2 separate regions of the Anser cygnoides genome follow, and region 2 is linked to region 1. The links are chromatin contacts, called in public Hi-C maps. All regions are on one chromosome and are shown on one strand. Each heading gives the region's core, a stretch centred on a gene start, on an enhancer-like site or on the middle of the called end of the contact. The rest is flanking DNA. Distances are from core to core; before and after follow the strand shown.

Region 1 (5,186 bases), core at 91-2,590:
AAGCAAGGCGAGGGCGCTGAAAGCTTCCCCCAGTCTTTGCAGAGACCACGACCTACTCGTTCTACAGCACAAACGGGTCCACACCCACTACATTCTGTAGGGTTTGCAGTAACGTGTTTTATAAAGGAAGAGACATTTAACAACAAAACCTGCCAGTCCTTTTACTTAAATTAAGTTCAGGAGACCCTCTACCAGAATTCACCCACTGCCAGAATCTGATTTTAATATTTTGTTTTAACTGACAGTCTGACCAGGCACACCAGTATTTACTTTTTAAGTTAACCTTTCACTCTGTCGTGTTACTGCTTCCCCATGCCACAATTACAAAAAAAAAAAAAAAAAAAGACTAACATTTTGTATGCTTCTCCACAACCCACAAGAACAGCAACCGGTCCCTGGCTATGTGCAAGCTCAGCCAGTGCAAGCAGATACTGACACTTCAGTACACTGCAGCCACTCGTGACTTAATTTTACGCAAAAGAACAGGACGACGGAGCTCAAACTCGAGAGCTGGCCTTACCGGGCCGGGACAGCTCCTCCGTACTTACTTTCAGCTCCTCTAGGCTGAAGCCTCTGCCAGCACGGACTTTTTTGTGGTACCTGACGGTCGGGCACCTCACGATGGGCCGGACGGGCCCAGCCACGGGCCGAGGTGCGATGCGGCGAGCCTTTGCCTGGCGAGCCTTCCTCCTGGAGCGGGGGGCAGAGACCCGTCAGGGGCAGAGCCCTCCTGCCACCCCCCCCAGCCGCACCGGGGGCTCCCCAAACCCCCCCCCCCCCCCCCCCCCCCCCCGGCGGCTCCGGCAGTCATCAGCCAGGCAGGGTTCAAGCTCTCATCACGGCGCTGCAGCGATTCCGGAGGTTTCGCATCATCTGACCGCAGCCGGAGCCGCCCCGCTCCCCACTCCCCGCTCACCTGCGGATCTTGCGGGCGGGCTGGTTGAACCAGGTGGCCACCCGCCGCTGCCAGTCCTTGTGGAAGTGCGGCTTCAGGATCATGCCATTGCGGCTGGGCGCCATGGCGGCTGCGGCCTGCGGACACGGACATGGCTGGGCGCGGATCGCGCGGCATCGACCGGCCCAAAACCCCTCCGAGGCGTCCCCCGGGTCCTGCCCCGCTCCCCCGCGGGGCCCCGAGCGCCGCCCGGCGCGGCCCCGGCCGGATGGCGGCGGATGGAGCCCCGCGGCGCCGCCACTCACCTCCTGCCTGCGAAGATGGCCGACCGGAAAAGGGAAGCGCGGCCACTGCGCGCGCCGGAAGTGCGGAGGAGGCTCCGGGAAGATGGCGGCGCCGGAAGGGGCTCGTGGCGGCTTCACCTTGCCCGCACTCAAGATGGCGGCGGCTTTAAAGGGCCCCGCACCCGGGGGTAGGACGGCTCCCAGCTCCGGCCCGACCCCGAGCAGGGGGCTTGGAACCAAGGCCCGAGGGCTGGGGGGGAGATGGCGGGGGCCTGGAAGATGTCAGAGGGGTCCCGCAGGGTACAGACAGTCCTCGAGGAGTAACCCAGGACCGACAGTCCTGCCTGAAGGGGCCTGGCCCGGCCGGAGGACACCAGGCACCCAGCTCTTCTCCGCAGGGCTGGGTCCCAGCATCGCACCGTGGGCTCACGGTGGGTTGGGAAGGGGGGGTTTTCCCCTCGATCTCTGCTTCTGCGACCCTTGCGATAAAAACCAAGTATATGCCAGTGAAAAGAAAGCCCACGTCCTGTGCAACCCCGTACCTGCAGCACGCACTTCGCCATGCCTTGACACACCGTACAAACAACAGCACGTTAGAGGATTTATTCTAGTGCAGTCTGGTTTTCAGCTTCTATTTTATGTCCAGCAGCAAAGACAATCAAAGGTTACGGTGGAGTCACATAACTGCAGCCAGCTCAGTCTCCCAGGGGTTCGCTGCTGACCACTCTGGCACCGAGGGCAATGGCAGCGCACCCCTGGCACCCCACACGGCACAGCCAGAGGTAGCTGACAAGGGCTCCACAGCACATTTCATCCCTAAGAACACGTAAACAACATCCCTGTGTACAAGAAATCCTTCCAGCAGATTAGACTTACCCAACTCCTAACCACTACTACCCTGCTGGGAATCAATTTCAAAATCCTAAGGAGTTCTCCTTCCTGCAGGGAAAAGCTTGTTACAAGAGCCAGCGGAGCCATCCCTTCGTTTTTGGGGAACGGCATCACAGAGATTCCCTACTCGGTATCTTTGATTCCGGAGCTGAAGAGGGAAAGGGTCTGTGTTCAAAAGAAGCCTCTGGAGTCCTCCCATTCCACATAAAGAGGGGGCTTCACACTGGTCTCAGGCGTGGTTCCTCCTCCTCCTCGTGGTTTGGTGGCTGCTGGGGCATTTCTTCGTCTCTCGTGTCTTGCTTGTCTCTCTCTGCTTGAAGCCAGCTCTGAGGAGCTATCATTTTCTTCGGCCCGTAGGGTGGAGGCCCAATCAAAGCTTCGATGTCATCATAATTTATCACTTCTTTCTCCAGGAGGGCATTAGACAGCTATAAAGAGTAAATAAGGCATAATGAGGCACAGAGGTCTGAAAACAGCCCCTCTGAACTGACCTGACCTCTCCCTGCCAGCTCAACTTGGACCTCCACATCTGGCCACAGCACGTGCTGGAGCCCGCAGGGAACAGGGCCCCAGCCACCACGCTGCAGCCGGTGCGACCCGAGCGCCCGCCGAGCCGGTACAAAGCTCTCCGGGCAGCCGGCACCTTTCACAAGCGTGTTTTTGGCCAGAAACGCCAAGTATGACTGGAGGCGATAAAGCCTGCTTTAGGAAATGATTCGGCAAGGCAGAACCGCGGGGACGATCGGGGAAGCGCCCTCACTGCCGCTGTCCCGGCACCTGTGGCCCTGCCTAAGGAGGCAGAGCGACGGCAGACGAGGCTGGAGCCAGACCCGGACCCCTCCCCTGCGCACAGAACGCGTCCCAGATAGCGGAGCTGTCCCTGCAGGCACGGGCTGAGGGTCACCAGGAAGGTGCTCCCCGGGAATGCCAGCTCTCCAGCCCCTCCGCAAGCAGGGCCGCGCTCGAGCAGCAGGTGGCTGTCCCCCCCGAACCGCCCCGTTCTGCTGACGACAGGCGACACACTGGCCTGGCAAACGGAGCGCTCTGTAGATACTTTGGCTTGACTTAAAAGGTTTTTCTCCGCTGACCCTCCAGCAAACATCTGATTGCTGTTAAATGAAAGCATCGGAACAGAGGAGGGCCTGCGGAGAGGAGACCCCCCGACAACGCCCGCTCTCAGAGCGCTGCTGGGGCACTGTCCTGGGGACAGAGCGGGGATGCGGGGAACAGCAGGGTGTCCAAGCGAGTTCCGGCCACCTTACCAGGCACAGGAGGCTTGCTGCTGGGTAGAGGGAAGTGTTTGGGGCTTTGTTGTTGTTTAAAAAGAAGATTTAAGGATTGCTTCATTCGCAAACCACGCAACATTAAGTTGGCTCCTGGCTAGTTTGCATGTTACGGACTGGGCTTTTGAAGGGAAGGTCACGGAGGTACACGGCGTGCTGCAAGCCCCAAGGGATGGGTGCAGCAGTCCTGGCAGCGAGGTGGGGACTGGCTAGGGGCTCCCAGGACACAAATTAGAGGAGGCAAAGCTCTGCCTCTGCAACAAGGTCTCCTCGATGTATCAGGAGTCAAGTAGATGACAGGTGAAAGCTGCCTGGAGCCACCAGAGCGCGTGGGTCAGCACCAGTCAGCCTAGGTGACAGGTCCCATGTCCTTTCACCATCCCCAGAAACTGTTCACCCAATTCTTTTATGCCTACAGAGCCTGGAAGGACGAGCTGCTCTTGCCTTCACAAGAACGGTCACCGCTTTCCACAAAGTTATACTTCCGAGAGGCTAGCGCAGAAGTACAGGGGAGGGAGGCAAGTTCTGGGTTTGATCACTTCCATCCAGCACAGAGCACTCCGCCCCTACCCTGCAAATACCAGCTGGTGTCAGGAGGTGAACTACTCACTGCTGGAGAAGGCACACATCCTCCCTGTGCCTGCTTCTCATCTAGGGGACACGCAGCGAACAGCCTCTTATTCCCAGCAGTCCCAACACAAACTCCAGCACGTTAATATCTCCGCTACGAGATATTCTAGGGCCACAGAGACGCTGCAACAACCAAGCTGCAGAGCACAGAAAATATCAAGGTCAAAAGCAACAGTGAAAGAAACCTCAGAGAGCTCCAACTTACTGTTTGCAGCTTCTCCCGGTTGTCCAGCAGGAGTTTTTCTGTGCGTCTGTAAGCCTGAGCCACCAGCACTTTTGCTTCCTAGAAGACAGTAATGAGAAGGGAGATTTGCAGTGCAAGTGGCAACAAACACAACATATGGACAAACAAGGAGAGCACCATGGGAAAGAATGTGCAAACCGAGCAGGCAGAAAGCAGTTACCACTAACAGAAAATACAGATAAGCCTTTTGAAAAAAGCCAAAAGAGTGCTTGGGATAAGGAACAGTAAACTCTTGTGCTAGCAAAACTATCGAAGAGAGTTCCTGCTGATGGGAAATGAAGTCTATGGAAGCTGCCCAGTAGCAAAAGATACAGCTCAGTACAAAGCCCAAGGAAGCACAGCTATAGTGCCTTGGAACCAAAGCTTTTCTGGTTTTCATCTGTTTGACTTGCATTTTTCAGTGAGCTGCAGAAAGTAAAGAACAAACAGGAACACGCGCTCAGGGGCAGCCTTACGTGGTCCATCATTTGCTGAAGTCCCTGGCTGAAAGGGCGCCGACCAATTCCCGGTGCACTCTCCGCATCGGGGAAGGAGAGCTGCCCGATGCTGGGCACCATCCCGTACTGCTTCACCATGGAGTAGGCTATCTTGGTCACCTTCTTCAGGTCGTCCTGGGCTCCTGCGTGAAAGAGATGCGACGCTTGCCAGCTCTGAGCTGAGTGAGAGAGCAGCAGGTCCTACACAAACACACATTTGACTAGTCCAGAGCCTGGGGGACCTGCAGGAACCCACCCAGGTGAACACTACCTGCTGATGGACCTTTCCTCGTGTACTGCAGGACCCGTGCATGACCCTGAGTAAACACACTGGTAGCTGAAGTATATGGATCGCTTAGCAGCCACTGCCTTCTGTTACCGCATTTGTCTGTAACTAGCTGGAACTAAGTGGAACTAAGGCACAGAAGGTCCAGGCTCTTCCACCAGCCAACAGTCTCGCTGGGTAATTGCATCTGTGGCCTT
Region 2 (5,085 bases), core at 1,276-3,775, 350 kb after region 1:
TAAAAATCCCCTAACGGAACAGAAACTTCCGTGCTCAGCGCAGCTCTGCTGACTGCCTGGGGAAGAGTTAGCTCTCCAGCCTTCGTACACCCCATTTCTGTGTTCGTAACCTCAGTAACATCTCTCCCACCAGGATCTCAAAGCGCTTTTTAACTCGCTGATGTTCTGCGTCAGAAGGAGAGGCGCGGACAGCGTTCCCCTGCCGCGGAGCCGTGGGGGGGGTCCAGATGCGAGGCTGTGGTTCTCTGCCAGGCACCGAGCGGCCCTGAACCTCCCCGAGCCGCAAGCGGATGCCGACACCTCCCGGGTGATATTCCAGAACTGAAGTCCTTTGACATCACATTTGGAAATTGGTTCTAGGAAAGTTCTTTTCAGATGGAAACTGCAGTAGGAGTCAGCGCTGTTGTTTGAAAGGTTGAACAATTACAGGGAAACTAATTTAGCTCGGATGTTAAAACCAGTCTGCGCTGGTAGGTGCAGTCCTTTGAAACGGGGGGATTAATGAGGTGAAGTCCTGACAAAAGATTTGAGAAGCTGTTTTAAACCCGAGCTGGCACGTGAGGTTAACTCCTGGCAGCTGGAGCGTTAGCAGTGCGACTCGGCGTAACCTCTCACGGGATGGCTCGGGGTGGAAGGGACCTCACAGATCACCTCGTGCCAACCCCCCGGCCGTGGGCAGGGATGTCTCCCACTGGATCAGCGATCCGCTCTCCTTCTGGCAGAATTGACATGTCAGAGAGTCCTGATCCTGCATCAGCAGAGGGAGTCCGTCCCCCCCCCCAGCTGCTTCTTCACCCAGCTTTGGGACGCGGAGGGAGCGGTGGGAGCCCTCGGCAGCTCGTCCTGGCGAGAGCTGCTGGTTTGGTGGGGTCAGTAAGCACAGAGCCTGGGCACCTCGCTTAGAAAACGAGGTGGTGGCTGCTAATAACGGTGGTGGCTGCCTTGCAGGGTCACGAATACGAATTGAGTTGCAACTCTGAAAAAAAAAAAAGTGGTGAAGCCCCCAGCTTATGGCTCCTCCAGGGGCGCGAGGCAGAAGGCAGGGCTGCCTGGCTCGGTGCTCTGGGAGGCTGCAGAAGGGCCCTTTCCCTTCTCCCGCTCGTTTCCATGGGTAGGCAGAGTAATTCCATCGCTTCCACCCGCCAGGAAGACGAGGAGCTGCTGGCCTAGCTCGCTGTCCAGTGTTGTGGTTGGTGAGCTTACAAGAGAATCCCTTCCAGGTCTGCGGGAGCACGGCCGCCGCGAAGCCCCTGTTCCAGTGGACGGCCGTGTGCCTCATCTGTGTTTGCTTCGCTGGAACAGCTGTTAGGATCCTTTTGGTGCCAAAGAGATAATCTGACTTCAGGGAAAATCTTACTTTGTGGGGGAATGGTTGTGAAAGGAGGCACGCTGACCTCCTGTGTGGGCTGGCTCTGGCAACAGAGAGCCTGACGAGAGAGGGAACTGCTCTGACCTTCAGCCGGTGCCCCAGCAGCCATCCCTTACACAGGTGCCTCATGCCAGCAGGCCAAGGAGACCCGCAGCCACCTACAGATGGAGTGGGAAGGAAACAGAGCAGCAGAGGATTCAGCTACAGCGAGCAAAGAACCGGAGGCTGCCACGGGACGGGATGCGCAGGGTGCCGTGGGGCAGGCAGGATCGGGTGCCTCGCAAGCTGATGAGATGAGCACGAGCCCATGGCAGCCGAGGTGCGGAGCAGGCCACCTTCTCCTCCTGTCGGCTGCTCCTGCCGCGCCAGACCTCGGCTGGGAGCTGGAGGGACCCGCAGGGTGTCGGGGTGACCGATCCAGGTGGAGCAGGGGAAGGATGCTCCGTGTCCTGTACTCCACTGCTGCAGCCCTCGGCACCCAGCCTGTGGGGTCTGCACCAAATCACTGCAAAATGGTAGCTGCTGGCTCGCCGCCCCATGGGACGCACAGCACAGATGGGCCCTAACGGCTGTCCCAGGGGACGTGGAGCCTTGTTGTCCCCCGGCTGTCCCCGGGGTTTGGAGCTGAGTTGTCCCCGTGCAGCTATCAGCAGCGGGCACCCAGCTCGGCCAAGGGTGCCGCATGGCAGCAGGGCCTTTACTGCAGCGGGGGGGCTGTGCCCAGCTTTGCCTGGAGCAGATCCAAGCCCCAGCTGCTGCCCCAGGAGATGCGTAACCGTCCCGTACGGCTCCTGACCCCGGCTCGGGGTGCAGGGGTGCACGCGGGGGGCCGGCAGCACCCTGACCAGCCCCACCACCGTTTATCCCCCCCCCGGTGCCGACCCAAACCGGAGGCTTTACAAACACACCGTGCGGCTCCAGAGGTGCGAGAGGCAGAAAAGCAGGAGATAGCCCAAGAAGCGTGCTGACAGGGCAGGGGGAAGGGGCTGCGGGGGCTCCCCTGGGCACGGGGGACCCCCTCCGGAGGGGCTCGCTGAGCCGGCTCCCGGGCACGGCAGGCGGGGGCTGTGCGCACCGGGGCGCACCGGGGCGCACCGGGGACCGGCGGGGCCGGGACCCCCCGGGGAAAACCCGGCCCGATCCCGGCGCAGCCGCACCGGGGAAGGCCCGGGGAGGGCCCCGCCTGTCCGCCGGGGCCGGGCGGCGGCGGCGGCTGCGCAGTGCTCGGGGGCGCCATGAGCGGGGAGCGGCTGAGCGCCGTGCGCCGGCGGGTCCGCTGCTTCCCCGACTTCCCGGTGCCCGGCGTGCTGTTCCGGTGCGCCGCGGGGCTGGGGTGGGGGATAAGGGGCTGGGGATGGAGCGGCGGGGTTGGGGATGGAGCAGGGGGCCTGGGGATGGAGCAAAGGGGCTGGGGATGGAGGAAGGGGGCTGGGGATGGAGGAAGGGGGCTGGGGATGGAGGAAGGGGGCTGGGGATGGAGGAAGGGGGCTGGGGATGGAGGTAAGGGGCTGGGGATGGAGGAAGGGGGCTGGGGATGGAGGTAAGGGGCTGGGGATGGAGGAAGGGGGCTGGGGATGGAGGTAAGGGGCTGGGGATGGAGGTAAGGGGCTGGGGATGGAGCAAAGGGGCTGGGGATGGAGCAAAGGGGCTGGGGATGGAGCAAAGGGGCTGGGGATGGAGCAAAGGGGCTGGGGATGGAAGAAAGGGGGCTGGGGATGGAGGAAGGGGGTTGGAGCAGGGGGCCTGGGGATGGAACAGGGGGGCCTGGGGATGGAGGAAAGGGACTGGGAATGGAGGAAGGGGGCTGGGTATGGAGGTAAGGGGCTGGGGCTGGAGGAAGGGGGCTGGGGATGGAGGAAAGGGGCTGGGGCTGGAGGAAGGGGGCTGGGGATGGAGGAAAGGGGCTGGGGAAGGAGCTGATGAAGGGGTGATTCAATACATTGCAGGTCTGGGCTTGCTTCGTGGCTGGGGGTTTGGTCCCTCCCCAGGAAGCTGCAAGTGCCGCTGCAGCAGCCCCACTGCCCGTCCTCCCCCGTGGCGGCGTGTCTGCACGCCTGCCCTGCCGGGCACGCTTCCCCCTGGGTGCAGCAGCTCCACCACGTGCACCCCTGGGAGCTCGCTAACCGCTCTTCCTCTCTTCGCAGCGACATCAGCCCCTTGCTGAAGGATCCTGTGGCCTTCAGGGCTCTGATTGATCTGCTGGAAGATCACCTGAGGGCGTCTTTCCCCCACATCGACTTCATTGCAGGTGGGCGTTCACTGAGACAGAGCACCGTGGTGCCCAGGCGGTCAGTGTGGGGAGACGCCTTGCTAATGGGGCAGGAGAGATTGTAGCCCTTGGACATCATCCGAATGTCGGCCTGGATCATACGTAACACCAGCAGGAGTTATACCCTTAACCCAGTACTGTAGTTTCCTGAAATACTGGTTTGGGATGTGGCAGATGGCATCTGATGATACTTCAGTGCAAGTTTCGTAATTCGTTCCTTCCCTCAATAAGAAAAGAGGCATTCATTGAGCACTAAAGCCCGGTGTGCCATGCCTGTAAGGTCTCATGCAGTCCCCAGGGCACGGAGCCCCCGTTTCCAGCATGTTTTCCTTCCCGGAGGGTTTTATCAAGCCAGCTGAAACAGCCTTCGTGGTGATAACGCGCTGCAGCACACATTTTAAAGAGACTGAGAATGAAAGTGCTCAGGAAGGTGCTGCTTGGGCTGGGCGATAGCCCAGGGCTCGGGGAGTCTCGACCAAACGTAGCCCGAGTGCCTCCTGATAACCAAGTTCTGACCCTGGCGGTGCAAAGTCCCTGGCTGCGTGGCCGGACTGATACCGGGGCTGAGCTGAGCTTGCTGCTGTAAAGAAGAGTTGGAAGGGAGGCAGAAAGGGCTGCTGAGCTGCTGGGGGTGTCACTGCGGTGCCCCACAGCTCCCCAGCAGCACGTCTGCGTGAGCACGGTGCCGTGGTGCATGTCTTAAACCCCTGGAAATGACCGTAAGGGCAAAGTGCTCCTGGAGTAGGTGTAGATGGCTTGCTTGCAACACGGGACGATGAACCTGGGATGTCGCACAGTGACCCTCAGGCGTCGGCTCTGCTGAGTTCTTCCTGCTCTGCCCCCCAGGTCTGGACTCCCGCGGCTTCCTCATAGGCCCCCCTCTGGCTCAGAGACTGGGGATCGGCTTCGTGCCGATACGAAAAAAGGGGAAGCTTCCCGGTCCGACCGAGTCCGCCTCGTACACCCTGGAGTATGGCAAGGTAACGCGCGGGGGGGGGAAAGGGGTTTCCAGGCTGCGGTTGGGGGTGTGAGTGGAGGGGGCAATGAGGCCGGCAGAGGATGCCCCGGCCAGCCCCGATGGGTGCTGAGCCCAGGGGCACGGCACGAGGTTTGGGAGCTCCCCGGGGCTTTGCCGTGCTCCGGCACGGCGCGGCTTCATCGCCGAGCCACGCACACGGGGTTCGTGTCGGCGAGCCGTGCTGTGATTTTTTTTTGGGGGGGGGGGGCCAGGCTGGGGCATAAGAGTTGGTGCTAAATTGCTTTCTTTGGCTTGAATTCAAGGGCATGAACATCGAGCTCCCCCCCTCTTCCAGTAAGTGCTCTAAGTAAACGCCTTTACCGCATGGCTTCGAAACGGGGCGCTCACCTCGTAACACCGCCCCCCTTTCGGATCACAGAGCCGTAGGCCCAATAACCCGCTACCGCTGGTAACTAACAGCAGCAGGAC

Evidence for each region. Hi-C and Micro-C count contacts between places; a contact is called where the count stands out from the background.
Region 2: a Hi-C map of liver shows a contact between it and region 1, with 10 times the contacts expected there. The contact joins the promoter of APRT here to the promoter of RPL13 in region 1. A contact is called at or near these places in 2 of 7 Hi-C or Micro-C datasets (granulosa cells and liver).

Annotation. Positions count from the first base shown.
Region 1 is chr12:1,476,309-1,481,494 of Taihu_goose_T2T_genome, forward strand. RPL13 (ribosomal protein L13) reads right to left here and starts at 1,341. Exons shown (of 6, transcript XM_048075062.2): 1 at 1,201-1,341; 2 at 917-1,032; 3 at 549-690. The coding sequence starts at 1,020. SPG7 (SPG7 matrix AAA peptidase subunit, paraplegin) reads right to left here. Exons shown (of 17, transcript XM_048075057.2): 15 at 4,683-4,846; 16 at 4,189-4,266; 17 at 1,768-2,498. The coding sequence ends at 2,289. LOC125184154 (small nucleolar RNA MBII-202) reads right to left here and starts at 872; the gene lies at 795-872.
Region 2 is chr12:1,822,996-1,828,080 of Taihu_goose_T2T_genome, forward strand. It overlaps APRT (adenine phosphoribosyltransferase), which reads left to right and starts at 2,526. Exons shown (of 5, transcript XM_067004205.1): 1 at 2,526-2,684; 2 at 3,514-3,617; 3 at 4,485-4,618. The coding sequence starts at 2,605. It overlaps GALNS (galactosamine (N-acetyl)-6-sulfatase), which reads left to right. Exons shown (of 16, transcript XR_010834367.1): 15 at 3,514-3,617; 16 at 4,485-4,519.